Regions from separate parts of the Mus musculus genome. Here regions 1, 2, 3, 4 and 6 are each linked to region 5. The links are chromatin contacts, called in public HiChIP or PLAC-seq and promoter capture Hi-C maps. All regions are on one chromosome and are shown on one strand. The core of a region is the stretch at or near the end of the contact, and the rest is flanking DNA. Distances in the headings are between cores, read along the strand shown. Region 1 has its middle 40 kb from the start of Gm12146. Region 2 has its middle 95 kb from the start of Gm34644. Region 3 has its middle 57 kb from the start of Atp10b. Region 4 has its middle 90 kb from the start of Atp10b. Region 5 holds the start of Ccng1 (cyclin G1). Region 6 overlaps Atp10b (ATPase, class V, type 10B).

Region 1 (4,195 bases), core at 1,645-4,144, 2.5 Mb before region 5:
AAGGATGGCTTGCCAAGGTGGGAAGCTCTCACTGTTTGGCCATGATGGTCATGAAGGTGGTGGCCTGAGTGATGTACTTGACTGTTCTGACCCAATGGATTGTGGTCCAAGAGGGTGGTATAAATTTTACTTTGGAAGGGTTCTGTGTGCCACTGTGGGAAAGAGCATGGAGTAACTGTGTGGATCAGAGGTGACTCTTCTGCATCTTCATTGGGACTTTGTTCCTTTCCCTTTTAAAGGAGGTGTGCTTGGCTAGAGGCCTAGTGACTGCTGCCCAGGACTCTTGAGTTTTCAGCTTGAATATCTTCCATAAGTGGAAGAGGAAAGTGCATGCTTATTTTTACATACGTGTCTTATACATATATCCAGGAAAGGGACAAAAGTATATGTGTGTGTATGTGTGTGTGTGTGTGTGTGTGTGTGTGTGTGAGAGAGAGAGAGAAAGAGAGAGAGAGAGAGAGAGAGAGAGAGAGAGAGAGAGAGAGAGAGAGAGAGAGATCTTCTGAAGGCAGGAAATGGGGCTCAATAGCAGCACTTGATGGAGCTTTAGAATTTGTTTCTGCCTTTGTAAGTAGGACAAAGGCACTCTGAAGGAAGCCTTTTGCTGGTATAGTCCATCTCTCTTCTCCTTCAGGCTATTCCTCTGCAAACAGGGTAACACGAGGAGTTCTAGAAGGACTTTGTATTGGTCATCTTCCTGTCTCTGTGATAAAGTACCATGACCAAGGTAACTTATAGAAGAGTAGGTTTGGGCTCATGGTTCCAGAGGGAAGAGTTCATCATGGCGGAGAGGCAGGCATGATGGTTAGAGCAAGTCTACTCTCAATGAATACTTCCTCCAGCAAGTCCAGCCCTGCTCAGTCATTGCCTCCAACTGGGGACCACGTGTTCAAATACACAAGCCTCTGTGGGTATTCCTATTCAAAGCACTACACACAGAGTTCTACTCAGACAGATTTCTCTTCTGTCCTTTATCACGTGGCCTCAAGTTATTCTATGCAATTGTCATTTGGTGTAACAATCTTTATTTTTTTTAAATGTGCATAGGTGTTTTGCTTGCATTAGTGTCTGTGGGAGGATGTCTTTTAAACTGTGCAAACAGCTCTGGAAAGCATTGGTATTTTATCTCTGGCTGATGAAATAGTTGAAGATGGGAGTCAGGAGAGCAGTATTCTGATCGTAGCCTTGCTTACACATTGCAGAATGACCCTGGACACAGCTATCTGTCTCTCTGTTGAATTTCATCATCTGCATTTAATAACAACCTTTCATTTGTGGGAATACACAGGTTAGCTGCAGGAGAAATGGCATTTCCAAAATCATTTTCCATTACCTGCCTAATTCCTGTGCAAGACTGGGCCCCTTAACATTATGAGCCAGAGAAGATTATGAGGACTGTGGTGGTTTGAATAAGAACGGGCCCCACAGGCTCATAGTTTTGAATGCTTAGTCACCAGGGAATGACACAATTTGAACAAGATTAGGAGGTGTGGCTTATAGGAGGAAGTGTGTCACTGGGGGTAGGCTTGGAGATTTCAAAAGCCCACACCCAGGCCGAGAATGTCTCTCTTGGTCTCCGGACCACCATGTAGTTCTTAGCTATTGCTCCAAGGCCATGTCTGCTATCATGCTTCCAAACGGAAGACGATGCACTGAACCTCTGAATCTGTGAGCAAGCTTTCAATTAAACGTTTTCCTTTCTAAAAGTTGCCTTGGTCATTGATGTCTCTTCACAGCAATAGAACAGTGACTAAGACAAGGCCCCACCCCTCTCTGAAGGGGTAATTATGTTGGTAGGTAATTAGGGTTGCTGGGTAAGGGAGAGTCATTTTATTCAGCATTGCAGCCACTGCCAAGGTAATTTTAAGAAACACCCACTCACCCACTCACCTATAACTCACCCTAATTAAAATCATTTGTTCAAGAAGTGTAGGAAAATACTTTCTTTGGATTTCAGTCAGGCGTTTGGTTGGCTAGTCTCTCTACAATTATGTCAGTGGAACCTTCCCTCAGGCCTTCCTGTGAGGGGTGAACCCTCTTACAGACGGCTGCAGAGAGAGTGTCTGTTCAGCTATCTACAGAGGTATGACTTTGAGGAAATAATATGTTTGGAGGGGCATGGGAATATGGGCTTTGTGCTTCATTCACATAGTAAGCAGCCATGTTTATTGAGGGTGGCTGGTAGGGTTGCTGAGGTGCCTGGGGACCTATGTAAAAGAAAGGTATGCATTTGCTCTGGCTTCCCTCTTGACAGTTGGAAGGGCTGAGTGCCTTGACCCTTCGTTATGGATCCCCTTAAACAACAGTTTCTCAACATCTATGTACTGATCTGAAAAAGTCAGTCAAGGTCCTCCAAGGGATTGGAGGTTTTGTTACCTTTCCCCCAAAGGGTTGATGCCTCCTCAGCTTCACTCAACTCCTGAAAACCAACCCCATTCATGATCTCTCCGACGGCAGTATCACAGTATCATCACAGGATGTTGTACTCAGAGCACCAGGGGCAGAGCAGGAAACTGATGTCTTTATGGGCTTTTCTATTCTCTGTGTTTATGTGTGCATGAGATACAGACTGATACAGCTGCACAGTGGACCACAGGCTTGAGATCTGTCCAAGAACAGTCCTACACCATAGCCAGCCTCCCCAAATAGCTTTTAGAACCAATTGAGGGCCCAACTGGAGAGGTTGGAAAACCTGGGAAGAATAGTTTTAGGGAAAAGCTCCTGAAAGAATTTGTTTAGAGTCACCATAGAAACCAGAACACCAAGACTTGAAATCTGGGCTCCAGTTCTTAGATCCAGACAGACTCAATGTCCTCAACAGGATTCCAGTGCCTGAAGCTCTCCCACCCCTGCATAACCCCAGTTGCAGTACCTCCTTCTATCCGGCTAGGTGGCAGCAGAAGGCTTCCAGTGGAAAGCATTCCACAGGGATCTGTCTGACTTGGTGCCCAGTTTGGAGTCTGAGAGGGCTGCAGGGGAGATGTTTTATGGCGGTGTAAAGAGTATTTCAGGTTTCCCCTAAATGATGATATTATACTTACTTTTGTTTGGACTGCAGCCCAGATTTACATGGTATGGAATTGTCTTTCTTTAGGCCACATTGCTGCCTTATGCTAGATTTGAGATGAAATTAGGGCGCCCTCACCACTATGAAACCCTGCCTCTCAGGAGAATGTCATGTGGTTCTGGTTCCCCATCTGCCCCCCTGGTCTTATCTTGAGTCATGCATCTCTGGTTAAGTACACAGACACTGCTTACAGACTCCCAGGGTTAGAATACCACCTGACCACTTGCTAACCATGGGACTGTTGTGTCTTTATGTGACTTCTCTTTACCTCACTGTCTTCTCTGAGGTTGGGATGAATGACTGCAAATGGCACTCAGTTTCTTTACAGTGCTTCTCATGAGAGGATAAGAGAATATTTTTGAAACAAGTGTTTTGCTTCCATGGAACCTGGTGGTCAACAAGTATACAAGTTCTCAGCATAGATCTCATGAGCTCATGCAACTCTTTTTCCCTCTGAAACCATGTGACCAGACCTAGCTGGCCTCCTCAATGATGAGAAACCATGCAGGAAGGAAGATACCAGTTCTTCAGCTGGGGTCCCAGTTACATGTGAGCTCCATTGACATCAGGCAAAGTAAGGGTGAGGCCAATGCATGGAGCTTTGAGGTAGTGGTGGTGCAGTTGAAGCTATTGAGCCAGGTTAGATAAGTCTTTACCCTGCAGGGTTGCTGTGGTGTTAGATAGTGATGTACAAAGTCTAGCACACACTAAAGTAACCCAATACAGTTATTAGGACAACATATTTGCTGTGGTGTTAGATAGTGATGCACAGAGTCTAGCACGCACTAAAGTAACCCAATACAGTTATTAGGACAACATAATCCCAGGCCATTGTCTGTTGCTCTCTCTCTCTCTCCTTCTCCCTCTCCCTCTCCCCCTCTCTCTCTCTCTCTGTGTGTGTGTGTGTGTGTGTCTCTGTTTCTCCCCCCCCACCCGATGCATGTGTGTGTGTGTGTGCATGTGTTTGATGTGTGGTATTTCTGCACATGGAAGACAGAGAAGATTGGATATCCATCTTCTACCATTCTTTGCCTTGAAACAAGTGCTCTCCCTAAACTTAGGTTCACAACCACCTAATCCCAGAGAGTTTCCCCTTTCTGCCCACCTCACACCTTTGTCAAGTACTAG
Region 2 (4,057 bases), core at 1,274-3,773, 2.2 Mb before region 5:
AATCAGTCTGGCAGTTCCTCAGAAAATTGGACATTGTACTACCGGAGGATCCCTCAATACCTCTCCTGGGCATATATCCAGACGATGTCCCAACCGGTAAGAAGGACACATGCTCCACTATGTTCATAGCAGCCTTATTTATAATAGCCAGAAGCTGGAAAGAACCCAGATGCCCCTCAACAGAGGAATGGATACAGAAAATGTGGTACATTTACACAATGGAGTACCACTCAGCTATTAAAAACAATGGATTTATGAAATTCCTAAGCAAATGGATGGACCTGGAGGGCATCATCCTGAGTGAGGTAACCCAATTACAAAGGATCTCGCACAATATGTACTCACTGATAAGTGGATATTAGCCCAGAAACTTACCCAAGATATAAGATACAATTTGCAAAACACATGAAACTTAAGAAGAATGAAGACCAAAGTGTGGACACTTTGCCCCTTCTTAGAAATGGGAACAAAACACCCATGGAAGTAGTTACAGAGACAAAATTTGGAGCTGTGACGAAAGGATAGACCATGTAGAGACTGCCATATCCAGAGATCCATCCCATAATCAGCTTCCAAACGCTGACACCATTGCATACACTAGCAAGATTTTGCTGAAAGGACCCAGATATAGCTGTCTCTTGTGAGACTATGCCAGGGCCTAGGAAACACAGAAGTGGATGCTCACAGTCAGCTATTGTATGGGTCACACGGCCTCCAATTGAGGAGCTAGAGAAAGTACCCAAGGAGCTAAAGGAAAATGCAACCCTCTAGGTGGAACAACAATATGAACTAACTAGTATCCCGGAGCTCTTGTCTCTAGCTGCATATGTATCGAAAGATGGCCTAGTCAGCCATCACTGGAAAGAGAGGCCCTTTGGACTTGCAAACTTTATATGCCCCAGTACAGGGGAATGCCAGGGCCAAAAAGGGGGCGTGGGTGGGTAGGGGATTGGGGGGGTGGGTATGGGCGACTTTTGGCATAGCATTGGAAATGTAAACGAGGAAATTACCTAATAAAAAAAAAGGAGGAAAAAAAAGGAAAAAAAATAAAAAAACTAAGCATAAATTATTAGAAATGAAAACCAATAATCAGAACAACCAGATATGCATTTATCATAGAAGGACAACTTTAAATAAAAGGCCATGAGAAAGAGCTCAGGTATCATTGCAGAAGAGGGGTCAGAAAGCATTTAAGAGTTAGACATTGACATAGCCTGGAATTCTAGGTAGAACAGAGCATATGCACATCAAAACTCACAACAGATATGACAGCAGTCACAAAATCTGTGCAAGCCCAAGACCGACAAAATCCTAGCACTGAAAGGAGAGTTAGCTGTAAAGTCCCACACCTAGCTTCAGAACTATTGTCTATTGCTAGCCACTAGGAGAGGAAGAGACAGTTTTCTCTAGGAACATAGCCCCTGGTAAGTTGACCACTCTGGAGTGGAAGGCCACACATGCAGAAAGTATATGATTATCACAAATTAGTCTTGTTGGGTTTAAAAAAAAATAAAGGACATGATAGGGAAGAAGGATGATTCTTAGAAGAGATGAAGGACCAAAAATGAGAAAAACACATCGTATGAAACTCTGAAAGAGCTAATAACATTGAAAAACGAATAAGAGACAAAGGTCATTACATGTTGACTAAAAGATTATTTTAGCAAGAATATATGACAGCTGTAAATTCATGCACTGATGATGAGAGTGCCTGTGCTACATTCTTATAAAATTTTACTTATAACACTTGAATCTGCAGTACTGCATCTGAAAAGACACAACTGTGTGAGGAGCAGAAAGATGGCTCAGTGGGTAGAGGCTCTCTGTCAACCCTGATGGCCTGAGTTACCGCTCTGCAACCCACATGACACGAGATGATAACCAACTCTTACAAGATGTCCTCTAGCTTCTGTCCTCTGAACTCCACACTTGCACTGTGGATACCAACACATACATTAAAAATGCAAAAAAGAGATACAGCCACCTTTACAGAAGTTGATTGGTATTGGGGCAAGAGGGTAACAAAATCTTCAGTAAGATATGGTGAAAATTATTATAAGACCTTCCTTCCAGAAAAAGCAGTTCACAAGGGAAATAAAATCAAGGTCTCTAACCTTCACTGAAATGTGTGAAATGGATGAACAATACAGCTATCTCAAAAGGAAAATAGTAGGAAGGAGTTAAAATGTAATTAAGTGTACAAAAGAACAGTGGAGGGGTGATTATTGTTCCTTGATCTGGGCTCTGGTTCATTGTATATGCCTAAACTTGAATATCATCTTCCCAATATGCACCGTTTATTTTATGGCAGTTCTACTTCATTACAGCTGCTAAAACCTAAACAATCTGATAAAATCAACAGAAAAATTGCTAAACCCAGGTTTCTCTAGCTGGTGCGCTCAGCATCCAAGTTTCTGTAGGTGGAGACAATAATGAATCTCATTTTCTTCCTTGGCAATTCTGAAAGAGGAACTTGTGAGGTCATTTCCTCAAAGGCTTCAGTCTAAAAATGGCTCCCTGATTTGGAGGCCAGAGGCCAGTGATCCTTGACACACTAGGCTCTCTACCCAGACAAGCTTTCTAGCCCAGTCAGGAAGATCCTTTGGTGGCTGTTACAGGCCTTTGTTGGTTTGCTGTAACAACCCACAGATCCACAGCTGTGGGTAAGAAGCCATGACTTTCCAGAAAGTCAGTAGCATTGCCTCCCCTGGAGCCTCCTTCCCTTCCTCAGTCTTCTTACAACTGTGTAAGTCTCTCATTCTAGGGATAAGACATTCCTAAACCCCACAAGCCTTGTTCTTTCTTTTCTTCCTTTCCTCAAATTTCCTCTGATCTACTTGGCTTATTCCTATTATATATATACTACTAACATTATTTGGTAAGTGTTACTTAATTACTTAATTGATGTGAGGACAAACACTTCCCTATTTTACTCTTATATTGTTGACATAGGGTGTCACTGTATTAGCACTGGATGGCCTGAAACTTATTATGCAGACCAGGTTGGCTTTAAAAGTTTTAATGAGACCATTTCATCCCTAACACCAATATGGGAAACTACAATCATGCCTATTGTCATTTGACAGAAGAGCAAAATGATTCTGCAACAGGGTCAAGGCTGGTATCTTGCCTCTTATAAGTGCAATATGAGGATTTGGATCTGGTTTCATCTGTCTCAGCACTTCAGTTCCATATATCTCTTTTAAAATAATTTACCCAATGTTTCTCCTTATTTTCCCACTCTCCATATGTATATTTATGTATGTATATGTATGCATGTGTTCCCAACACTACATTTAATATTATGTGTTTCTAAATATAATGTGGGAGAAATTTGTTATTTGGCATGAAAAACATTCAGTGTATACCGTTAAGAATAAAAGCACTTTTAACAACTATTTTCTTCAATATTCACTCAAACATGTGCCATGAAGTAGAAATATACACATCAAGTATCAGTAGTTATCAACACAGCATGTTAAGTTTTACTTTCTTTTATGTTTTCCTACATTTTCATAGACATCACTGATGAACACATATTACACATTATCACTGAAAATGGTCCAGAAATGACCTCTGAAAAGGTTTCCACCTTTCAGGAGAGAAAGATAATAGATAAAAGAAGATTCTCCCCTCTGCCTTTTTTTTTGTTATAAACTTGGTTCTAAATAGTGAGTTCTTCATTCTTCAAATGAGAGGAGCTTAGCTGGGGATGTTCTAATGGCAGGGAAGAAATCAGGTGCGAATCACAGCATGCTTGTTAGTCTTCTTGACATTCAGTTCAGAAGGGGGACTTGTTTTTAGTAAGAGTCACTCTAACTCGGAGAAAAGGGCTGCCCTAGGAGTGCTTTGCAAATGTGCTTGTTGCTCAAGTACCACCTTCTACCATGCAGCCCCCATGCCTTTTACCTCCTGTCATTTCTCCCCTTCCTCTTCTATGCTTGGTACCCATTTACATTTAGCCAAATAAGATGTGATTAGAAAGAGAAGCTTTATAAATCTCACTTAACGATCCTTACACTCATGCATTTGATTGTGAATCAGTTCACATGAAGAT
Region 3 (4,707 bases), core at 1,449-3,948, 2.3 Mb before region 5:
TGAGGAAATGAAAATTCAAAACTGTTGAATTGCATACTGGGATCAGGAGAGTAAGTGTGTGTGTGTGTGGGTACCCTCGGATTCCAGAACAGGGCACTGGATCTCCTGGAGCTGCAGTTACAGGCAGTTGTGAACTACCTGATCTGAAAGCTGACAACAGAGCCCTGGCCCTCTGAAAGAGCAGCAAGTGTTATTAAGCACCGGGCCATCTCTCCAGCCCCAAGGGACTACAAGAGTTTCAACCTTCTACAAAAAATTCAGATCTAGGAAGCGGCTTTGAATATGTCCTATCCTTCATAGATAGACGTAACAACGCAAGAATTCTCAAACAGGGTTTATCAATGTCCTAGCATGCTCAGTGTAATACAACTAAGAGTTGTATTGGTAAAATACACAATCATTTTTTAACCAACAGTACTGAAAGATCCTGACAGAATGTAAAAGGACACAGAAGCCCTGAAATTGGCAAGATAGATGTCAGTGTTAGCAGAACTAGCTTCACTGATTTAGAAAAATAGAGGTGCACAATGCTCTGGCCACTCCTTGAACCTGTGTGTCTGCCAATGTTTTGACCGTTCCTTGACCCATGTGTGTGCCCACTGATGAAGCCCATTGCCAGGTGTTTGTGATATTGGTTGCTGGGAAAGAGTCAGAAAATCTCCCCAGCAACCTCAGCCCGGCCAATCCTGAGTTGCTACACCTGCACCAGACTCTTTCCTTGTACCCCTCCCATACCCATTTCGTGAGAATAGACATTGTTTAGATCTGGAAATCCCTCTGGAAATCCCGTACTCCCCCGCTTCTTCTTTCCCCACTGAGGGCCTATAAAAACTGGGACCTCTTTCCTCTCGAGGTCGACTCCTCTACCCCTGCGTGGGATATGAGTCATCCCCAGAGCTCTGGCTTTCCCCGAATAAAGCCTCATGTGGTTTGAACAAGCTCGGTCTATCGTGAGTTCTTGGGTGTCCGCTCTTGTCCTGAGGCCTGAGTGAGGGGCTCCTCTCGGAGTCTTTCAGTACAATATTGGACCAGCTGTCCACCTTTCTGGCCTGGTTTCTCCTATGTAAAATCTAGTGGATGATAACTGGCAGAGCACCTCTACATCACATGCTAGTGCTGATTGATGACTTAGTAGTCGCTCTTTGGCATGCTGCTCATGTGGGACTCTCAGATACCCTACACCTTGCTCATATGCCTTGAGCATGGTGGGTGGAACAGGAGCAAGTTTGCCATAGATTTGACAAACCAAGACTGAATGAGCAGTAAACATTGACAGGTTTATCATCTTTGTTTACTTGCTCAGTCACTTGCAAAATGATTTCTATTTTCGATTTATATTGGCTGCTGGAATAAATTATCACACTCATCATGAATCTTCATTTTTAAGCTATGGGGGGTGTGGGGGGGTAAATGAACTTTTTTGGCTAGACCCATGAGCAAAGAGCTTGTAGAACAAACCTTATCCTAAGCCCATAGGGGCTCTTTAATTCCAAAGTTTCTTTCATTTTTTTTCCAAATTAAAAAAAAAAATCTTCAAATCTTCCATCTCAATCTCTTTCTCAATGTGATGCTCTCCTCCCCTGTCCCCCAAATTATTCAAATGACTAAAGTACTGGAAGGATAGGTAGGGGAGGACTTGTTAATAGGCAGCCTTTCCTTTACCGTGGATGAAGAACCATTTTTGACTTTAAGATAGTGTGAAAGCAATACTCATTCATTAAAAAGTGCAATTTGAATTGTGATCTTTTCCTAAACTAGTGGTGTTAGTACTCTGCTCTCTCATGATGCTGGGCAGCAGCAGGAAGCTACAGCTCCGGGTTATTCACGTGACTACTAGAGAGAACAACAGATGCTCTGTAGAGTGGGCTGGGCTGCTCCACTGTGATTTTCAGTAGCTTAGGTGGATTGCATGCGTTTGGGGCTGCATCATACATGAGTTTATTGGGGCACATCATATGTAAAGCAGAGAGCAAACGAATTTTTGAAAATGTAAAACTCAGGTGTGTGTGTGTGTGTGTGTGTGTGTGTGTGTGTTCTGGGAAGCATGTCCAAGGCCTTGAGCATGTGACTATGTGTTCATCACTGAGCCATACTCCAGAACCTCGAGTTTTGTAGTTTGGAACATGTAAAAGCTTAAAAGCTTAAAATCAGATGGTTGAACTGCTTAAAAGCAGAACCTGCGACGTCAAGGGGATTTGAATTTTCCCTGACATGTGCAAATGCATTGATAGAGAAGCTTCTTGGGCAAACTGAGTGATCGCACTTCTGTAAAGCAGAGGCTGTGGATTTGGGATAGGAAGACAGCTGGCAGCTCTCCATAGCATATACTTTGGGATCAGATCCAGCATGCTCATGGTAAGGGGGACTGCGTGGTTGCTAGCTAGCTCGGTTGCATTTTTTTTTCAACCTGTATCTCTCAGCACCCATGGTTTGCTGTATAAATTGCATTTCTATGCAAGATCTACTGTGAACAAACATAAGCTTGAAAATCAAGCATCCAGACAAACATACAGGTTTATGTAACAGCCACTTAAATTACCGAGTGCTCCATGGGAATATGGAGAAAAAATTGATTCAAAAGTTTGGACCATTTTCTGGAGGTTCAGTCTAAGTGAAGCTGTTCAAACATCACCGAGAGGAGCATCATGCTCTCTTCTGGATATATACCATGGGTGGGTGGAACTGAGTATGCTAACTCCTAATTCCTGGCTTTGAGTTTGCCCACGTGTAAAAAGCACTCCACTGATTTTGAATACCATTCTGGAACCACCCTCAGTGTTTACACAGAAAATAGCAGGCTTGCTCCCGAGCCGGTAGGAGGGCTGAAGAAATAGCAAGTGCTCGGAATCAATTAGCTTTGATTTATAAAGCAGCATCGCTGACATGCGTGATAATTAAAATATCAGATTGGTTATTATTCTATTTACTTTGCTGCACAACACACACTAACTGGCAGGGGAAGGTGTCATCCCCACAGTGATCTGAAGATTGTTTGGAGCTCCTTACCAGAATTCAATGGGGCAGCTATATGGGAGAGAAGTGACTTTGAATACCAATGAAGTTTAATTTAAAAATTGCTTACCATTTATTCAATATCTATTGCATGGTGTATATTATACTGGTAATAATAATAATGATAACAGCTAAGATTTATTGAATTTCCATTTTTTTGCCAGCAACTGGTATTAATGTTCTGCATGTGTTAACTCACATAACAACCTGTAGAAATAGTGTTCTTTCTGACTCCATTATTAGGATGAGGAAACCTAGGCACAGAGTGTCACAAAGTAAACCGATTCAGGTTGAACTATTGTATGCCTTGCTTCACATCCTATCACCTGCATTAGTATTTTTTTATGGTACTCGGTTCTTTAAAGAGCATATGCCTTCAAACCTTTGCAATAATCCCACTTCACAGAAAATTGAAGATGCCAGAAGTTTAGCTCCTTGGTCATATTTCTGAGACACTAATCAAATGATCTTTTAGATAGGATTTTCTGCTGAAGTTTCTATTAGCAAGGTGATTCATAGATAATACAGAGAACAGCTTTTTCTATGTAGAGAAAGCTGATATCAATGAAACCTGTGAAGGTCAGCAAGATGGCTCAGCCAATCAGAGCCAAGCCTAATGACCCCAGTCCTCAGGATCCACGTGGTGGAAGGAAAAAACTAACTCCATGAGATCGTCTTGTGATCACCATGCGGGAGCCATGGCACATGCCCCTCTCCCCAGAATAAACAAATCTGCAGCTTTTGAACACCTGCTTAACTTCCATGGTAGACGATAGTTGCTAGGGAGCAAATGTTTCACTTTACTGTTGTCTTATCTGGCTCAGGGTTTCACAGTGGCTTGGTCAGGAAAGAGACTCTGAAAACTCAAACAAGCTTTCAAAGATACGTAGTTAGATAGACAAATAAAGATGTTTGAGTCAAGGGTGGGGCATAGGAACATTCTATGCAAATAAAAGATATGCTGAGATGCTGCCTTCCGACAAGTAGGCTCAGATGACCTCCGTGTTGTTCCTCAGACAAAATAATTGGCTCAACCCAGTCCATACTTATTAATGAAGATCACCCCCCCCAAAGCCATCCTCTCACTGATGCTTGATAGATAGAGAAGCACTCGTTGCCTTTGAGTTCTTTGTGGGTGTTCAGGCTGACTGTTGGATAACTGTGGTTTCCTAAACATGACAGGATGGAGCTGGCACTACTGGAAACAGGCATTGGTAGACTTGCTGTCTTCACTTAGCATTTCAGGGATAGTCAGGTAGGCAGACATGGGGGTGGGAACACACATGTATATGTGAGCGTACATGTAAGCATACTAATTTAGATTTCAGAAAATCTTGTGATTCAATCTAACCAATTTGCTTTTATCAGAGCTTTAAGGAATTCTCACAGCTATCAGTAATGTAGCCTTTTCCACCTATTTTTCCTGTTAGCTATTATGCACAATTTTCTTGTGGGAATTCTAAAGATTTTAAGCTGGGTTTGGTACTCTTCGGGTACAAAACTTTCAAGTCTACAACAGCCATCAAAAAGCAGCAGCTTGATCCATAGTAAATTATTATACAATCATTAGAATTCCTTTTGAATCATAAAAATTACAACTCAAGAATCTCTAACGCTTGCCTTTCAGGGTTCTTTTAAGGCCTAATTATTTTCTCTTGAATGTGCCTTGTTATCTAGCTTTGAATAGAATTCTAG
Region 4 (4,303 bases), core at 1,422-3,921, 2.3 Mb before region 5:
TGCCACATAAACAGGTTCAGAAAGAGGATGAGATTTTACCCATTAATAAAAGTAAGATCTTAAATCTGTGTTGAAAATGTGGAAGAAAAGAAAAGGTCCATTTCTATGGAGCTAGATGTAGAGAAGATGTATTTTTGGCAGAGCTCTCCCCCCCCCCCCTGTCTCTCTCTCTGTCTCCGTCTCTCTGTCTCTGTCTCTGTCTCTCTCTTTCTCTGTCTTGCAGTGAAACCACCTTTCCTAGAAATGTCTGTATAAAAAGACCAGAGCAATGGCAGTATCCAATAGACATGCTAACATGTAAAGAGAAAAATTTCATGTAGGAAATGCCTACCTATAGACAAAGAATTACAGGCAACTAATGACTGCCAGGGGGTGGAGACTTGGCCTTTCCCAGGGATGAGCCTAGTCATTGTTTGTCCAATGCAAAGTGAAACCTTGCAACAAAGCCTTGAAACTATATAACAAGACATACACCACACTACAAAATAGACTTAGCAGAACTTATTTATAAACATGTATTTTATGCACATACATACATACATATATAATACATACATGTGGTCAGTCTTGGAAGCATAGCCACATTTACAACAAAAGACTCAGCACAGTCTATTTATATTTATGCACACATATACACAGACACATATATGTAAAATGATAATCAAAGAAAAAGAGGTTAGCAGTTTGAGAGTAGGGTCATGGGAGGGATTCTAGGAAAGATAGCTGGGTGGTGCTGGAGACAGGAAAAAGAAGGAAGTAATGTAATTCTATTTCTACTAAAAACATTAAAAACCTTTCTGTTTCAGAGGAAATGGAGTGGTCTTGCAAAGCATGTCTATCATTTTAAGAAGATAAAGATCACACACGTACAAACACATGCATATGTATACACACACAGGCACATGCACACATTCATGTACACCCAGATATATATGCATACATGTACAAATACATGCTCACAAATATACACACACTTACATAAACATACTCTCACACACATGCATGCACACAAACACACACACACACATACACACACACAAATGAGGGCTTTAGATGCAAGTAGATTTTCTTTCAAAAGGATCTGGCCAGACGTAGTCTGCTTCTAGTTGACTCTAGATGTCTCTTCCCAGGTCATTGATGACCTAAGTCTATAATGGGTCTTTATTTCCTTCATCTTGTCCTGTTGACCTGGCCATCTCTGTGCCAGGCCTCTCTGCTGACTTGTGACAGAAATGATCACACACAACACTAACTGGCCTGCCCAGGGCCCAATTTACTCACCATGAATAAGGGTCATGAAGAAACCATCCCAGTCCCCTACCTTGCAGCTTGAACTATATTTGACTCATAGTTTCAAAAACTGATCTATGTTCAAATGTCAAAAAGTTTTATACTAAAAGACTTTAGATTTCATATTTTAAAAAGCTTGAAGGGGCTGTTTTTATAGCCTTCTTTCCCACATGATGACCCAGGGGAAACGGGAGTGGTCTCTGCAATCTCTAAGCAGGGCAAGGTGGCTTCTTTTGCCCTTTCTCACCATGTGGTCTTCTTTGCTCATTTCTGCTACCTGCTGGACTAAGTGTAAGCATAGAGAATGGCCCATCTTTGCCAAGCCCACCTTGCCCCACAGTTGCTGCATCTGAAAGTAGCTTGAGTATAGCCAGGTTCCCATCTCAGCTTCCAGTCCCTCTATAAATAGCATTGCGTGGCTTTCTTTTATTTTTGTCCTTATCCTCCGCTCTATTGTCTAAACTCCATTCAAAAAGTATACATTATTTATTAGATTAGGAAAAAATGGGTTTGTAAGTACATTTGAGAAAGATGAAGCTTTGCTGTTTCCTTCAGGGGGCAAAAAGCAGCTGAAAGCTGGGGCATCATGTACCAGGCTACGCAGGAACTATCAGCGAAGTTGGTCACTGGTGATCTTTCCTCAAGTATCCTCCTCCCTTGACTTTAGTTCCCACGTCTTATCAGATAAGGAAGCGCTGCTGGATCACAAGTTAGCAGCTGGTGATCCATGGGTTATGGTTATAGCCAGTTATTGGGTTCTCTGTTTCTTTTGTTAATTAAGCACAACTAACGGGAATGTATCAACTAATAATCCAGATCACAGACTTCTCAGAACTTTAATAGTTAAACAGTTTTCTCCCCCTAAATTCCTGGATAATGATGATGGGGCATATGGCTTCTCCCATTCTTTACCCACCTCCAAGGGTACATACTTACAGCCTAATCATTTTTTATAGTCACTGTGTCTTTGCCTTGCCTCACTAGAACTTTCTGCTGATGCCCTTGGATGGGATGCACCTCATGGCCCTCCTTTCATGAGAAGCCGATGATGCTGAGTAGCAGAGGTGACTTGACGCATTCTTCTACACCTTAAGGAATTGTTCCTCCTTCCTGTGGGCCGAGCTGGGAAGCAGCAAAGTGTGAGGGCCTTTGTGAAGAGCCCTAAACACAGGCAAACCTGAAAAGGCAACAGCCTGGCTTTGAAAGTAGCAGAAATTTTCTTCCGTTGGGGTTGGTAGGCGATTCTCTAAGTAATTTGCAATTCAAGTGTCTCTTTGTTTTGTATGAAAATTTGCTGCTATTTGGAAAGTGGGGACGAGCTAAATTGCATCCTGCTGGTTTTACTTTGACTGTATCAAAAAAGAAACTGTTAATCTGGTTCCATAATTAACTTCCCTGTTTTAAAAAGGCCCTGGGAGAGAGTCCAGAGAGTGGCTGTCAACTCCCTGCCTCTCTACTCAATAATACTGTTCAATAGGATGCCCTGAAAGGAGAAAGGTTCCAGGTGGAAAGGGCTCTTGATTATCTCTCTGATCTTTTGTGTCCTTTATTCCTATCCAGCTAACATTTGGTAAGTTCCTACTGCAGGTAGAGCACCAGATCCTTTGAGGGGTAGCAAGATAATAAATCCCTGACAAGCTGCCATGGAAAACAGTTAATTTTCCATACATCCATCCATCTATCCGGAACCCTCCTCCCTCCAAAATACATGTTTTTTTTTCAAGTCCTATATGGAGCACTTGTATGTGAGAAATACAAAACAGACATTAATTAATCATGATTTAAACTTTCTAAAATGAAGAGATAACTTTTGACCAAGCCATAAAGTTAGCATCATTGAAAAGAAGGCATAAAAATTGGCTCTGGACCCTAAGTTATCTGTGACTTTGCATATGCTTAGACCTGTTCATTAAATGCTATAGAGAGACTCACAGAAACAAGCGGAGGTAGGTGGTGACTATTACCTTGGAAGGTTATTTTGGCAGGAGTAGAGTGGTTGCACTAACATTAAGAACTGATCTGAACACTGCTAGGGACTTTGCTAGGCGTCTTCCAAGCACTTACTATTTCGACAGAACTTCATAAAGCCAAGCAGTTATCACTGGCTTCGGGTTATAGTCAGCAACTACATCCAAGTCAGGTCCCAGGGGACACAGAGCTGTAAGGTAAGTCCACTGTGCTGTGATGGCTTGGGCTGCTGAGGCTGAGATGTGCCTGTTGAAAACCAGGTAGACCTTGAGAGCTGCCTTTGTTAGTGAGGATTCAGTGTTACTGGGTGAGGCAGAAAGTCCCAAATAAAACTGTCATAAGCATTCAAAGCATGATTACTTTTATTATGATTTGCTTAGAAGATTCTATAGACAGCCATCCAGTGTTTCCCACTAGTCTGATTTGACAGAATCACAGCTACGCTGCCTGTGTAGTTAGCATTTCTCTGACCACAAAAGATCACCAGAGGTTAAATCATCACACACACTTTGGGCAGCAAGATGAAGGAGGAAAAAAAAACCCTACTCTTTAAAAAATATGTCCTAGTTTTTCCATGTTATACTTGTACTTCTGTCTCATTCGCCAAACCTTGGTCACATGATCATATACAGATTGCAAAAAGCATAGGCAACTGAAAGTCAGGATTCTCAAAGGATAGGAGCCCTTTCTTTCACATATATGAAACTCAAGTGGAATAAAACTCAGATGTAAGATACAACATGATGGAAGAAAACATAGGAAACTGATTCATGAGACTGGCCTGGACAAGGATTTCTTAGGTGAGATCATAAAAGTACAGGCAACTGAAGAAAAGATCTCTATGTATTTCTTTGTACAAAGGAATGTGTATACTTAGGCAAATGGGATTCTATCTATCTATCTATCTATCTATCTATCTATCTATCTATCTATCTATCGATAAGGACTTTGTACAGAAAATTATATATAACAGAGTAAAAAGACAGCCACAATATGGGAGGCCAGATTTCTATACTGTAGAGATGACAAGAACTTTAGATATAGA
Region 5 (4,280 bases), core at 858-3,357:
CAGTAAAATAATTTTCATATAAAGAATTGAGAATTAAAAAAGAAAACACAGGATCCTAAGAGAAAATATTTTTTAACACATAATGTACTGCCAACAAATTCTCAACAGGAATTTTAAACATAAGACGTAGAAGGTAACAAAAGTCATTTGAAAATTCTTATTAGCATTAACACTCTTTAAGCTTCCTTCAAAGTTAAGAAAACCGATAAAAGAATAAACAGAACCAACTATTTACATAAAGCACTTAAGAACACAGTTAATCATAAAAGGCTACCATTTACCACATGCTTCCCAGCACTTAATCTTCCCACTTATATAGGATTAAGACATTTCTCCTGCCTATTTTTGAGCAGCCAAGATAGAAACCCAAATTGAAAAAAAAAAAAAAATGGGAGGAGAGAGATGGCTCACTAGAGCATGTCTTAAGTTGGGATTTTATTGCTGTGAACAGACACAATCATCACAGCAGCTGTTATAAAGGAAAACATTTCACTGGGGCTGGCTTACAGTTTCAGAGGTTTAGTCCATTATTGTCATGGCAGGAAGCGTGGCAGGCAGACATGGTTCTGGAGAAGGAGCTGAGAGCTCTGCCTCTGGATTCACAGGCAGCAGGAAGAGCAAATGAGCCAGTAGGTCTGATTTTGAGCTTCAGAGATCTCAAAGCCAATTGCTACTGAAGCACTTTCTCCGACAAAGCCACACCTTCTAATAGTGCCACTCTCTATGAACTTATGGGGGCTATTTTTATTCACACCACCACAGAGCACTTATAAATTACTGGTTTTGTAGATTTACAGAACCAGGGATCCAAATGAATACTGTTCCTTGGTCAACTCACAGCTAACTGCCTGAAATGCCAGATCCAACATCTCTGGTCTCTGAGGGTAGCCACATTCCTGTGCCATACATTCCCCACTTCACCAACACCCCCAGATATAATTTTAAAATCTAAAACTTTTTTTTTAATTAAAGAGAAAAGGCCAGGCATGATGGTGCATGTTTTTAATCCCAGCACTAGGAGAGTCAGAGGCAGGTGGATCTCTAAGTTCAAGACCAGCCTAGTTTACATAGCTAAGGAGTTCCAGGACAGCTTGGACTACATAAAGACCCTGTCTCAAATAAAACATCACTTGTATCTAGTTAATGACCGTTATGGACGGCCAGCCGGCTTGGCTCTTTCTTATTTTCATGAGATGTACTGGAATGGACAAAATCCTGAACACCACCGTCACCACCCCAACTCCTCACCCTCACCCCCACTGCAGCCATGCGAGCTGAGAACCTACTCTCTGTGCATTGCTCCTGAGGACATGCCCTTCCCCGCTACCCCCGAAAGGAGTCCAGCAAGAGTTCAGGATAATTATTTTTCCGTTAACCTGGTAGAGAAGAGGCTTATAGAGATTAATTTTGTAAGAATAATGTTCCTTCACACCCTATTCTGAAGCCTGAGATTCGGCTCACTGCAGATGGGGTTTTCCAGGCACTGTTCTTTGCTGTTTTCTGCCAGACATATGGCATTTTAAGTCACTGATGATAGTATGAGGGTGCTACAAGAACAAATTCAGAAAATTAGCAGAGGACCAAGAAACTACATACTCTGACATCATTGTAACATCTGAGAAGTTTTGCAAGAAACAAAATAAGATAACGATGAACTGATTCCTAAAACTCAGAGAGAACACTCTAGAGAAGCCTATAGAGAACACTATAGAGAAGCCTACCATCTCATTATCTGTAAAGAGAACGAAAGCATTTTTTTTTTTTAACTTGCCATTGTGTTTTTAGAAAGAGGGGACTGAGCTGCAGTGAACAACAACAAAAGGAAAAAAGCAAAAACCAAAACAATGCAAAACAAAAACCCTCACAGTACATTCTGGTCCGCTACCCAGACCAATCTGGCTAATAGAGGCCAGACCTGCCCGGGCAAGCCTTGGCACTGAACACTCAGTTCCGCAGCTTAAGGAAGGACAGTTCGGAAATGCTCCAATGAGAGAGGCTGCGAGAGTCGGGCGTGGCTCGAAAGGGGAGGAGAATTGAAGTCTGGACAACGGGAAGTGTGCGCTGATTGGCCGAGCTTCCTCAGAGACCATCCATCAAAAGAACCACACCAATCAGCGACGTAGATGCGTCCCAGCTAGAGAGCCAGGTCTCCAGCTTGTTCCCCCACTGCCCGGCGCAGTCCTTCGCTGCGCGCTGACCCCGAGGAAGGCAGTACTTGGTCAGGGCGCTGAGGGACCCTCCACCGGGACGCCGGCCCCTCCCCGGGCCTCTGCTCACTTGACCCCCACTCCCTAGTCCGTCCCCTTAGTAGGCCTGTCGGATCGGGGACGTGGGGCGAGCTGAGAGCAGGCCCGGGGTGGGTGGTCACCGTGGTGAAGACGTGGCTGTCAAGGTGAGAGGGGACTATGGGGTGGATCTCAGAACCCTGCACTCCGGAACGCAAGCCCGGGCTAGTCTGCGCCTAGAGAGAGGCGCAGCGGGAGCGGTATTCCTATGTCATGCCTCCCAGTCCCAACCTGCACCCCTGAACTGAGTTAGTGGTTCCTCACCAAGACGACCTTCCTGTCACATCTTTAAACTGCCCAGGGAAGAATCGTCCTCTGTATCCAGGGCTTAGGTTGTGCCCAGGACTCAGAGGAAGTGTAATGCATACTTCCACCAATGCAACTCCCCAGCTTCACCTAACTTTTTCTTTTGGTTTTTAAATGGCGTTAGACTATTCGGAGCACTGAGTGCTAAGCACCGTGCCACACTGAGTCATATCGTGTGTTATTCACAGCCACTCCAAGAAACAGATGTTGTCACCCTCATTTCACAGGTGTAAAAATAAGCTCATTACCTGGAAATAAATGGGCACCTGTGTGCTAAGCGGTTTGTGTGACTCCTTTTAAGCTACCCAATCTATGAGCTATGAGATTGTAGGTAATAATCGTATTTCTACTTCATAGGTAAGGAACTAAGGTTCACGTTGTTAACATATATGGCAGAGTATGTACTATCATTTGACTTTTAGTTTGGGTGTATCATGTGGGGCAGTATCTATTTGTGGCATGTACTGACAATGAAGAAGTCTTTGCTTAAGTAGAGAAAAAAAATTTTTAAGCCATAGTTTATGTCCTATACAAACTCACAATTTAGGAATGTGACCTACTGGGAGAAGGTAAAAATACTTACAGACCTTGGCTTTGCAGTGTCTTCGTCTTAGACGTAATGGAAATGGGGTGGGGGGTGGAGGGGGCATGCACTATAAAGCACTTTTTGCCACAATGCAGAGATAGCCAGGCAGGGTTCTTATGCTCTTTTCTGGGTTTGTTCTATTTATAGATGATAGAAGTACTGACAACTGACTCTCAGAAACTGCTACACCAGCTGAACACCCTGTTGGAACAGGAGTCTAGATGTCAGCCAAAGGTCTGCGGCTTGAAACTAATTGAGTCGGCCCATGATAATGGCCTCAGAATGACTGCAAGATTACGGGACTTTGAAGTAAAAGATCTACTTAGTCTAACTCAGTTCTTTGGCTTTGACACGGAGACATTTTCCCTAGCTGTGAATTTACTGGACAGATTCTTGTCTAAAATGAAGGTATGTTTATGTTACAATATCTCAGCTCTTAATTTCGCTCCATGTGTTTAAGAGATCAAATTGCAGAGGGCTGGAGAAATGGCTCAGTAGCTAGGAGTGCATGTTGGTCTTCCAGAAAATCTAAATTAAGTTCCAACAGCTAGGTGGGCAGTTGAAATCTGAGGCCCTCTTCTAGCCTCCTCTGGCACATGCACAAATGTACCAAACACACTCACACACACATCAAATTAATAAAAAGGAAAAAAAGCCATCAAATTTCTGGATTAGGGCTGGTATACAAAAACCACTTTCAAATGTGGCAATGCTTCCTTTCCATAATGAAGACTTGTAAAACATCACTTATTAGTTGTATACTGAAGTAGAAAGTAATTTAACATCAAGCCATTAATTGTAGTACTCCAGTAGCGGGAAAGCTGGCTCTATGTAACAAACTGTCTTGAGCCAGCAAAGTAGCTGAACACAGAGAGTACTTGTTACACAGGCCTCAGAGAGTCAAGTCTGAGTGCTGTCCCTGGAACACTTAAGTGAAGAGAATGAACCAAGTCCCCAAATCTGTCCTCTGACCTTCACACATACACTAGGGCAGACACACGCCCTCCTAGCTAACTCTCCCTTACACAGAGGAATAATCAAAATAAAATTAAGGGCCTGGTGAAATGCCTTTAATCCTAGCACTCGGATGGCAAAGACAGGCA
Region 6 (4,468 bases), core at 1,512-4,011, 2.4 Mb before region 5:
ACGCCCTGTGGGGCTCCGGCCAAGGTCATGGTGAAGGTCGACTCTCTTGCCCTGTTCTTGCTCAGAGCAAACCTGCTGTGTCTTTTCTCTGACTCCTTCTTTCCAGGCACTGCCCATGGCTCTTCTGTCTTCATCTTGTGGAGGGCTGGTTTTTCCCTCTCTCGCTACCTTGGTTTCTTCTTGCACTCTCCAAAATAGATGCAGAAGACACAAGAGCCCTGCTTTTGCAAATGTTTATTATTATTTTTAAAGTATGTGTATGTGATACATACATGTGAGTGAAGATACCCTTAAGATATAAAAAAAAGAAAAGTGTTCTATCCCCTAGAGCTGGAGTTACATTCAGCTGTGATCATTCTGTTGTAGTTATGGAAACCAAACTTAAGTCCTCTGCAAGAGCGGTACACACTCTTTTAACCACTGAACTATCTTTCAAACCCCCAATACTGTGTCCTCTAAACATGACGACGTGGCCCTACTTCCCGTAAGGACAAGATGTGGTTCCTCCAGGGAAGCTTTTGTGACTGCCAAAGGATGTATGTAATTACCAGGCCATCTAACATCAACCAGGCTCAGCAAACTTTGATTCTCCTCCCAGGTAGGGCAGGGCTCATCTCACCACCCTCCAGATTATTCTATTTCATGGATAAACTTAATCTAAGCAGATTCTTGTTTTTAATTGTTCCCCCCTTCCCCCATAAGCTGCTGCTCTTTGACGAGAGTCCCACTGACTGCAACCAAAGCACAGGGAGAGATAACCCTCTTTCAGAGGAGGGTATATGTCTCTGCAGGGCTTTAGGGAAGGCCAGACTATTTTTCCCTGTGTCAGGCACATGCTAATAAGATCCCAATGTAAATTTAGGACGTGTGGGCAAGTGTATAGTTGAGAATAAACGGAACATCATCTCATAGTTGGCATGTAACAGATTTGCCTATGGGAAAATCTGTGGGGCATTTCTTGATTGATTTGGAAGGGCCCACAGTGGGTAGTGGCATCCCTGGGCTGGTGGTCCTAGGATATATAAGAAAGTAAAGCTAGCAAACCAGGAGGAGTAAGCTAGTGAACAGTACCCCTCCATAATCTCTCCTTCTATTCCTGCCTTGAGTTCTTGTCCTGACTTCCCTTTATCATGAATAAGCTGTAAAATGAAATAAACTCTTTTTGAACCCCAACGGCTTTTGGTCATGTCTTGACTATGGCAAGAATGCAAACTAGAACAGCTGACTCATAAAAACTGTCTTCAAAGTTGAGGTCTCATGCATTCATTCTTTTCTCTTTCATGATTTTGAGTATTTATTGGATATCAGGACATGGATCTTGGGGAAAGGGAAAGAGATTCAGAGAGGAGGAAGTGGGTATTGACACAACAATTACTATAGCGATAAACAACACCCAGTTCCCAGTCTTGCTCAGGTGTGTCCATTTGGTACCTTTGAAAGCAAAACAAAGTGGTCCAAAAGTCAGGGTGTCATAACTTCCCAGGCTGTGTTGTCTTACTTTTTGCTGACCTTTATCTCAGATACAGCAAGCTGGCCACTGTCAAGGCCACCAGGAAATGCAATCTAAAGCAATCTGGCTGGAGCATATTGTAACAGTGAGAACAGGTTAGGACAGGAAACCCCTTACGTGTTCTTCCAGTTTTACTTTTTTAAGTTTACTTACCATCATGTTATTTTCACAATGGATTATCAAGTCATTCAATTAAACTGGTTAACAAGTCCCTGCTTCACTTTTTGATATTTTAGTAGACCACTGCTCCATGTTTCCTTATCTCCTCTTCCATATTCTTTGCAAAACAAGCTCCTGTAGCCCCTTCATCCCTTGCTCACATCTTGACGTAAGTCAAGGCATCCTGCCTCTTATGCTGTCCCACTGTGGGACTGTGAGCTGAGTGCAATGACTCCAGGAAGGAAAATCACACAAGACCGTTAACTTATTATTCCTTTCAGTCCTTCACTGTCATCTTGGATTCCTAGTTGTGGTTTCTAAGTCCAAATCCTCAAGCTTTCTTTTCAACCACCGAGCCTTATTATATGTTCTTCCTTCCCTTCCTTTTCCTACCGCATTCTTATTACAATTCTCTTTTGTTCCAATTATCTAGAACCATCTCACAGAATTCTGTTACTTGTGAAGAAAAGAACACAATTCCCTGTAGTGGTCACTCCACTCCATGGCCACACAGCACACTTTCTTTCGTAACATAGATGTAGTGTTACTTTACAAATTTTGTGAGAATTTTATTTTTAATTATTTGTGCTCCAATCATTTATATTTTAAATGTTTACATTTGTTCTATGACCATTTTGTACACGTTTAATAATCCTGCTTATTGTTTCCTCTGCCCCTCATTTTACCTCACTCTCACCAGTGTGGCCCGCCTGACCTTCCTATACTCACACCCTTTTGTTTAGAGACTCCTGTTTTTAATCAAGACTGGTAGATGATTAATTCCCACAAAAGGTCACCAATTCCACAGTAGTTTTGCTAAATCTGTATTTTTCTTTGTTAATGAACACTGAAAGCATTACTACTTGTTTTGGAGTCACACAAGGTATAAAGCAGTGGTTCTCAAACTGTGGGTTGTGACCCCTTTGGGGGTTAACTGATGGGGGGGGGTCATTTATATCAGAATTCTTCCATATCAGATAGTTACATTATGATTCATAACAGTAGCAAAGTTACAGTTATGAAGTAGCAACAGAAATGTTTTTATGGTTGGAGGTTACCAAAACACGAGGAACTGTGTTAAAGGGTTGTAGCATTAGGAAGGTTGAGAAACACAGCTATAAAGTAACAGTGACTCACAGTCATATGGTCTTAGAGTACAGGATTCATGTTTCAAATCATTTTGAAACCCCTGTCAATCTAGAAATTCTGTGCTCATTGAAGGAAAGGAAACAGCCGGCCTTTCCTCTAACACAGAACACATGTATTCATCCAGATTTTACTAGGAGCCGAGGATGTCTGTTAAAGAGAAGAGTGGAGTCAGTTATCACTACGCTTGCTTACTGCTGAGTCCATTTTCTCATGGTGCTCAGGAGAGGGGGCCACCATGAAGATTCCTGGACCTGGATTAGCCCAACAAAGCAAGGGTAGGGATACCTCTCCTAATCTGATCAATGGGCCATGCCATAAAGGAGTTAAAAGGCTGGCAGAACACCATGCCAACTAAAAAAGCAGTGAGGAGGAATACTGTAGAATTGGGGAATTCCTCTTCACTCACTCTTTTAAAGAAAAAAAAAGTGTTTCACTAGGGTATCTAAATCGTGATAGCAAATGTTCACCATACATCATCTGCTGGGATAAATCATTGTTTCCTTCCTGGAATGCAAATGAAGGAAGCCCTAATTTCTGCAAACCCTATCTGAAACTACTAACAATTACTGGCACTTGGCAAACTTTCTAGTTCCTGGTTGGTGATTGTCCTTTTCAAGATAACCACTGGGTGTGATGAGTAATCCCTTCCATCTGTCTCTGGAGGAGGGGCTAGTCTACATTCCCAGTCATCTGGACAGTCTTCCTGCCACAGCTACTGGCATACAAGAACATGGCTTGGGCTGGAAGGCCATCTGAACGGGACCTTAATGCTTCCTTGTAGGTTGAGTTTCCTTTTTCCAAGTAGATGGATATTATGGTTTTTTTGTTTTGTTTTGTTTTTTGTTTTAATTCAAGACTAATAAATCTTAAGGTCTTGCTGTGACATATTCCTTATAATGTCTGGGTTTGACATTCCAACAAAATATCAGAAAAAGAATGATTTTGTCCCCGGATCATTTCCAAAAGAAATATTAGTAGAGTTGTTTACCAAGGACTGTGTCATGCAGTCATTAATTTCTGATTAGAACTCATTGGCTTAGTCTATTCCCTGGCCTGTGTTTATTTTGTCTTCGACCCCAGGAATATGTCATTGCATTACTTCACAGAGAAGGCCTGTCATCTACACTCAGTGAAAAAATAAATAAGTGACATGAGGCATAAACTCTGGACAACTGCCATAGGAGGGGCAGTGATGTCTTAAGGGAGTATTCACTGTAAAGACAAACCTTCTCTGTATAAAACTGTCTTGTTAGAGATAACAAAAACACGGGAAAACAATGGGAAAACCCAATGTTTTTGGCAAAAGAGGCCGTAAAAAGCAGAGTATAAATTTCAACTCGAGAAGCTATATTGAGCTGTTCACAGAAGATACAATCATAACGTGTCACCTCTGCCAATAAATAATGGCAATGAAAATCCAAGCCAGGCATTAACAACTAGACATTCTATAGCATTGGATGAGAAAGTGAATTGATTAACTGGAAGATGGGGTGAAGAAGAATGAGAAGTAGCAACATCTACAGAAGCCCAGAGAAGAGTAAGAACCTGCTATTCGATCCACAATATTGGGAAGGCAGAGGAACTAAGACAGGAAGCAGGTTTCGGGGAAGAAAGACTAGCATGGGGGAAGGGATATAGGAGAGAGTTAGA

Evidence for each region. Promoter capture Hi-C pulls out the DNA fragments that hold promoters and counts their contacts. HiChIP or PLAC-seq counts read pairs in DNA pulled down with a chosen protein or histone mark.
Region 1: a contact with region 5 is called in a promoter capture Hi-C map of second pharyngeal arch cranial neural crest. The contact joins the enhancer-like site here to the promoter of Ccng1 in region 5. A contact is called at or near these places in 8 of 39 promoter capture datasets (the 3T3-L1 cell line, cranial neural crest, frontonasal cranial neural crest and 5 more), 2 of 484 Hi-C or Micro-C datasets (myocytes and reprogramming fibroblasts) and 5 of 115 datasets of contacts at active chromatin or transcription factors (acute myeloid leukemia, astrocytes, embryonic forebrain and 2 more).
Region 2: a contact with region 5 is called in an H3K4me3 HiChIP or PLAC-seq map of pro-B cells, with 10 times the contacts expected there. The contact joins the enhancer-like site here to the promoter of Ccng1 in region 5. A contact is called at or near these places in 6 of 39 promoter capture datasets (the C10 cell line, embryonic stem cells, frontonasal cranial neural crest and 3 more) and 2 of 115 datasets of contacts at active chromatin or transcription factors (astrocytes and pro-B cells).
Region 3: a promoter capture Hi-C map of hippocampal neurons shows a contact between it and region 5, with 1.9 times the contacts expected there. The contact joins the enhancer-like site here to the promoter of Ccng1 in region 5. A contact is called at or near these places in 10 of 39 promoter capture datasets (the 3T3-L1 cell line, the C10 cell line, cranial neural crest and 5 more) and 2 of 115 datasets of contacts at active chromatin or transcription factors (pro-B cells and stem cell-derived neural progenitor cells).
Region 4: a promoter capture Hi-C map of hippocampal neurons shows a contact between it and region 5, with 8 times the contacts expected there. The contact joins the enhancer-like site here to the promoter of Ccng1 in region 5. A contact is called at or near these places in 10 of 39 promoter capture datasets (the 3T3-L1 cell line, the C10 cell line, cranial neural crest and 6 more) and 3 of 115 datasets of contacts at active chromatin or transcription factors (astrocytes, embryonic forebrain and large pre-B cells).
Region 6: a contact with region 5 is called in a promoter capture Hi-C map of 3T3-L1-derived adipocytes, with 9 times the contacts expected there. The contact joins the enhancer-like site here to the promoter of Ccng1 in region 5. A contact is called at or near these places in 11 of 39 promoter capture datasets (the 3T3-L1 cell line, 3T3-L1-derived adipocytes, the C10 cell line and 7 more) and 4 of 115 datasets of contacts at active chromatin or transcription factors (astrocytes, embryonic limb bud, forebrain and 1 more).

Annotation. Positions count from the first base shown.
Region 1 is chr11:43,262,735-43,266,929 of GRCm38.p6, reverse strand. No RefSeq gene overlaps it. Among named protein-coding and RNA genes, the nearest start is that of Gm12146, 40 kb to the right of the region's middle. Within about 2 kb of position 2,894, at least 55 of the 459 cell types and tissues checked have an H3K27ac peak or open chromatin away from gene starts, as enhancers often do. A contact at or near this core is called in second pharyngeal arch cranial neural crest, where this site is marked.
Region 2 is chr11:42,966,892-42,970,948 of GRCm38.p6, reverse strand. No RefSeq gene overlaps it. Among named protein-coding and RNA genes, the nearest start is that of Gm34644, 95 kb to the right of the region's middle. Within about 2 kb of position 2,523, at least 6 of the 459 cell types and tissues checked have an H3K27ac peak or open chromatin away from gene starts, as enhancers often do. A contact at or near this core is called in pro-B cells, where this site is marked.
Region 3 is chr11:43,090,307-43,095,013 of GRCm38.p6, reverse strand. It overlaps a transcript of Atp10b not described here. Among named protein-coding and RNA genes, the nearest start is that of Atp10b, 57 kb to the left of the region's middle. Within about 2 kb of position 2,698, at least 20 of the 459 cell types and tissues checked have an H3K27ac peak or open chromatin away from gene starts, as enhancers often do. A contact at or near this core is called in hippocampal neurons, where this site is marked.
Region 4 is chr11:43,058,024-43,062,326 of GRCm38.p6, reverse strand. It overlaps a transcript of Atp10b not described here. Among named protein-coding and RNA genes, the nearest start is that of Atp10b, 90 kb to the left of the region's middle. Within about 2 kb of position 2,671, at least 11 of the 459 cell types and tissues checked have an H3K27ac peak or open chromatin away from gene starts, as enhancers often do. A contact at or near this core is called in hippocampal neurons, where this site is marked.
Region 5 is chr11:40,753,113-40,757,392 of GRCm38.p6, reverse strand. It overlaps Ccng1 (cyclin G1), which reads left to right and starts at 2,107. Exons shown (of 6, transcript NM_009831.2): 1 at 2,107-2,392; 2 at 3,325-3,585. The coding sequence starts at 3,325.
Region 6 is chr11:43,182,019-43,186,486 of GRCm38.p6, reverse strand. All of the region lies in intron 4 of Atp10b (ATPase, class V, type 10B), which reads right to left. Among named protein-coding and RNA genes, the nearest start is that of Atp10b, 34 kb to the right of the region's middle. Within about 2 kb of position 2,761, at least 50 of the 459 cell types and tissues checked have an H3K27ac peak or open chromatin away from gene starts, as enhancers often do. A contact at or near this core is called in 3T3-L1-derived adipocytes, where this site is marked.